Linked DNA regions of Podarcis muralis: region 1 is linked to region 2. Evidence: chromatin contacts called from public Hi-C data. All regions are on one chromosome and are shown on one strand. The core of a region is the stretch at or near the end of the contact, and the rest is flanking DNA. Distances in the headings are between cores, read along the strand shown. Region 1 holds the start of GARRE1 (granule associated Rac and RHOG effector 1). Region 2 holds the start of KIFC3 (kinesin family member C3).

Region 1 (2,700 bases), core at 147-2,646, 130 kb after region 2:
TCTACTATCAGTAGACTGCTGTTTTGGAAGGAGAATGTACCACTGAGAAGTCAGCAAGAAATTCCACTAACTTGCACCAACAGATTTAGGTAACTCTAAACCTGCACAGCCTCAAATTTCATCATACCCAGGGGTCTACAATGTTTGGCCATACATGGAAGTTCCAGTGTTCCTGTCTTAAATCTTAGAGGAGTGTCTGGAGTACTCAGTTAGTAGAGATGTTACTTCTTCAATAGAGAAAAAAATCCTGTTGCAAACTCTGACTCAGCATTTGTAAATGCAGGAGACTCTGAAGGGAAGCAGGCAAATGTTTTCCAGGCTCACAAAGTAAATTGCCCATAAAAGTGCAATGGATAATTTTCAGAGCAACAAAAGCGAGGATCAACAGGAGAAACTATTCAAGAGGGAAAAACTGTGCAGCCAAGTGGTGGAAAATAACAGATACTATGTGAAATGTATTGCTGGAGTAACTCAGTTTGTAGTGGTCAATCAGTTGTCTTTCAGGGGCGATTCTGGGTGTGAACAATTAGGAGTAGATGCAGGTGGTTAGCTGAATTTTCTATGAGAAAATATTTTTAAAATTGCAACAAATTGTGAAGACTATTCCTGCAAGTGCTAAATATACTAGCCCTGAAATCCAAAATGAAATCCACAGCACAACTCAAACAGTTGTAGATTTTTTTCTGGAGCAAATGGTTTAAAGTACTTGTGTTGTGTTGTTGGTTGATGAGACTAGGGACAAGCAAGGCATTGAAGATATAGGGTTATTCCTGATTTTTTAACAACCTTTTTTGTGTTAATTGTTGGCAAGATAATTAAGAATTGTTGAAGTTGCTTAGTGAAAATGTTTGAATGTGCCTAAGTTGCAGGACAACCCCAAAAATAAGGGTTAATTAAAAGCATTTCACAGTTTTGTCTTTAAAAGGACCTGCCAGATTTTGATGTGTTTTTAATCTTTGTTGGAAGCCGTCCAGAGTGGCTGGGGAAACCAGCCAGATGGACAGGGTACAAATATTATTATTATTATTATTATTATTATTATTATTATTATTATTATTATCTGTCCCCTTAAACAGCTCCATTACTTTTTGTCCATCCCTTCCCCCGCCCCCCGAACTTTTAAACTGGCTTCAAGCCCGGTCCTGCACCAGGATGTTCCCAACAGACTGTGCCAAAAATGTACTTGGATATTCTGTTACGTTATATTGAAAAAGGAAAAACAGTCGTATGTTAGTAACTAGATGATAAGATGCAATGTTGAGATAATACTTACAAAGGGGTGTGAAGCAGTTGTACATATTATACTTTTGTGGACTCATCCTTCCAACACAGTGCTTCCCAAACTTCCAGTAGCTAAGAGCAGGATCCATTATGGAGATGTGGCAGAATCACCTACCACCAGAAGATAAGTGCAAGCCCAGAGCAGCATAATCACGCAGGGAGGCAGCAGACAGCTTCCTCTGGGGGTGTATGCTTTGGGAGTGATTTATTTCTTGCAGTTTGGGAGTTCTCAATCTCATGAATGGATGCCTAACTTGCTATCGCTGAACAATGCTGTTTGACAATGCTGCTGCACAAGCCAGCTGGTCTGTTAAAAGTAAATGTCAGAAATAATCTTTTCCAGCCATCAGGGCAGGAAGTGTGCCATTGTTCTGCTATCCTGGCCAGCTAAAGCCCTTTTTCTTTTTCAGAGAAGTGGTTTAAAGTTATTTGTTGCTAGATGAAACTGCTGACCCACACTTGTATCCCTAGGGGTATGAATAACAAACTATTCATCAAGTATTGTCCTGGTCAGCTTTACTGTAGGAAAATGTTTGAGGAGGCAGTGATGGCTGGCAGCCTAGAAACCCACATCACTCTCCAAACAGGGCTGCTAGCCATGGCCATAGGCAGGCCCCTCTCCATATATCTCTGGAATGGCAAGTAGGGGCTGGATTTGGCCCTGGGTGCTAGTTACTCCTCTATTGATATATGGCCTGAGGTTCCACCGAAAAATGAGTGCCTCTTAATTCCTTTCCACCAAACAACAGAATAAACACCTGGTTGATAGAACTGGAAGGCATCCAACAGGACGTTTAGCTGATCCCATGCTCCGAGGGAAAACATCCTCTACTTAAAAGCATCCCTCGTAAATATTTGTCCAACCATACTGAAAACCTCTCAGTTTATTCCAGGGCTGAACCACTCCTAAAAGCAGGAAGCTTTAAGTGACATTTCATTTAAATCTGACCTCCTTCCACTGATTTTCTTGCCTTATCCACTAGAGTTGACCTTTTTCCTTTTTCACCTGTTATTTGCAAACTGTCAACATACATCCAACCTTCATATTCTTTCTCTTGTCTGAACACGCCCAGTTACTCCATCCCTTCTCGATGTAGTTTGCTGTTTTATCACCAAGGAGGTCTCCAGGACTTGACCCCTACAGCATACGTCCCCCAGCCATCTTCTCCAGTCTCATCCCCTCTCACCTTTAGAGATGGACTGACACAAAGAAATGGAGCATGCACATGATCTAAGATAGGAGGGACACACATGCACAGAGGGACACACATGCACAGGCACACCCCACCCAAACAGTCCACACGCATGTCCACACTGCATATCAACAACTCACAAATTCACACACTTTGCATGGAAACACACCAAACTCACACTCCTGCCCTCTCACGCACTCAAATGCAGACACACACGCATAGCTTT
Region 2 (2,700 bases), core at 69-2,568:
TACCCCTCAATTTAATTCACAGCTGCCAAGCAGTGCCTGTTCACATAGTGTGCTTAGAAGAAATGAACTTATCTAAATTTTCGCATGTATGGTATAACCAAATTTAATTGGGTGGATGGGGCACCTGAGTCTCTAGTCTCAGTAAAATTGTGACTAGCACAGCACAGCACAGCACAGCACAGCACAGATGTAGCTTGTTCTCTCTGGAATAGACACAAGGGATCAATTTAAATGAAAAACCATTATGGAATAGAATGCTATTATGCCTAGGAAATGAAAAGGATATTTATTACGTGGAACAGATAGACTGCCCAAGGGGTGGGTGGATGTGTCCATTTAAGCTTCTCTCTGTTTCTAATTTTTCCACCCTTAAGGTCAGCTTGCCCCATTACACCATCTATTTGCAAGTTTTTATTTTAAAAGTCCACATTTTGAAAATGTTATGAATTTGTATGCATGTTTCTCCTAACAGATGCATTTTTGCACACAATTTGGCCTAGTGGGCACATTTTTGCAAGCACATTTCCCTAATACAAATACAGTTTTATAGTTACTTTCACTAATGTATGCCCTTTTGTGTGGACTTTTACGGTAGGAAAACTGCATCATTAAAAAATTCAGATGTGCAGATTGTGAAGGGTAACTGTGTTCAGGTTCACTTATTGCTTCAGGAAATTAGAATCAGGAAGGTTTCTCATTTTAGTGAACCAAATGAATTTCTCCTCCATTCCTTCCAGCTATTGATATTCATTCTGTTCCCTCAGTGGCCTGAACTACAGAGAGAGGGAGGAAAGCACAATAATATACTGTATGAGCAGTGAAAAGTCTCTCTTTTACTGTGCTGTAAGTACTTAAAAAAATTAAAAGGGCATTATTTATGGTATATTTTGCTGGAGTGAGGGGGGTTATCTGGCAAAGGAGAGGAAACCAGAAGTGGGTTTGTTGCAGAGGCACTTGACAGCGGGCCCACACTCAACTTTTTCCTGAATGAGAGGTGTGAGAGAAAGAGATTGCAGTTGCTCAGTAGTGTCAGAAAGGCACTTGGCACATGCTGGGGTGTACTTTTCTTCCCATGCTCCAGGACTCAGCGCCAGTGCTCAAGTCAAGGTACATGGGCTGAGGCCTGGTAAGTCTTGGTGCAAATTGGGTTGATTGCAGAGTGCTTGTTCAGAGAGGGGAGAGTCATGAGAAAAAGAAGCTGCTTTGTTTTGAAGAGTTGCTGCAAAGGGGGGGGGGGCTAGGAATCAGCTGGTATGTGGAAGAAAACAGAATGCCTGTGTTCTGTGGCTGAGTTTCCTGGCAACAGAAGGGGGAATCAGTGCCTAATTTCTAGAAAATTCCTTGGGCTTTCACATAAGATCTGCTTCTGGGAAGGAGAAAGGCTGAAGTTGAAGGAGAAGCACTCTGCATATGGCAAAAGGTACTTGTATCATTAAAATACAACTGTTACTTCTGCTTAAGAATTCTCAGCTATGAAGTCAAGATCAGTCACTGAATCATAGGGCAGAATTCTTAAAGGGAAATATTTTGTGCTCTTGCAGTGCCTTGGCTTTCCTCAGTTCAAATATGGGACTAGTATATATTAAATAGTATAAATGCATACAGTGGTACCTTGGGTTAAGTACTTAATTCGTTCTGGAGGTCTGTTCTTAACCTGAAACTGTTCTTAATCTGAAGCACCACTTTAGCTAATGGGGCCTCCCGCTGCTGCCGTGCCGCCGGAGCACGGTTTCTGTTCTTATCCTGAAGCAAAGTTCTTAACCCAAAATAATATTTCTGGGTTAGCGGAGTCTGCAACCTGAAGCGTATGTAACCTGAAGCGTATGTAACCCAAGGTACCATGGTAATTCATTGTTCCAGCACATACATGTATCTGAAGCATTGTAGTCTGGGAGTTGGCTCACTGCTTTTGCCTTCTGTCTTCATGGACTTAATCTATTGCAGTGGTAGGCTGAAGGTAGATCGGGATCTAGATTGGTTGATCTGGTGCTGATTTGCTGCAAATCATCTGAGTTTACAATTAGCAGCAACAAAAATGCTTCCCTCCTTCTTTAAATTAAGCTGCTGGGATGGAGGGGGCGGGGAGGAAACCAGGAGTGGATTTTGTGTAACAAGTCATGAGTTATGGTACTAAAAATCAAATTATTGCATTGATCATGTGCTCAGAGGCATGGTCTCTTCTTTAACCCTATGCTGCTTGACTCCGCCCCCCTCTAGCCACTACTTTATATCCAGCTCTGGTTCATGGACCTTGAGCTTCTAGTACAAGGTAAAGTACAGTAGATCATGTAAGCCTGGAGTTTGCCTACCTCCTAATCTATGGCATTCACCCACTTGCAAAGATCCTGTTTGCTGCTTGCAGCATGTTAAGAGTCTCAATTGTCTGAACTGTGTTGGCCCCACCATGCCATTACTGCTCACCCATGAAGAATAATACTTTTCTTATCTTCTGTGAAATGTTGACAGGGAAATAGCAATAATAAATAACTAAGGTGCTTATATCATGATCATATATTGAACTCAATTAAACACTTATTTGAACCTTAATTCCCCCCCCATCATATTGAATTGTTGTTGATCTATTTTAGTCTGTATTTAGTTGATATTCCTCAATTGCTAACTTCTTGTAGTTGATTCTTTTCATTCAAGACAATACATTTCTTTCAACAAAAAAGAAATTGTGTAGCTAATCGCTGGAGA

Evidence for each region. Hi-C and Micro-C count contacts between places; a contact is called where the count stands out from the background.
Region 1: a contact with region 2 is called in a Hi-C map of tail, with 4 times the contacts expected there. The contact joins the promoter of GARRE1 here to the promoter of KIFC3 in region 2. A contact is called at or near these places in 2 of 3 Hi-C or Micro-C datasets (blood and tail).

Annotation. Positions count from the first base shown.
Region 1 is chr7:54,606,497-54,609,196 of rPodMur119.hap1.1, forward strand. It overlaps GARRE1 (granule associated Rac and RHOG effector 1), which reads right to left and starts at 1,397. Exons shown (of 14, transcript XM_028739372.2): 1 at 1,274-1,397.
Region 2 is chr7:54,477,452-54,480,151 of rPodMur119.hap1.1, forward strand. KIFC3 (kinesin family member C3) reads left to right here and starts at 1,319. Exons shown (of 21, transcript XM_077931804.1): 1 at 1,319-1,420.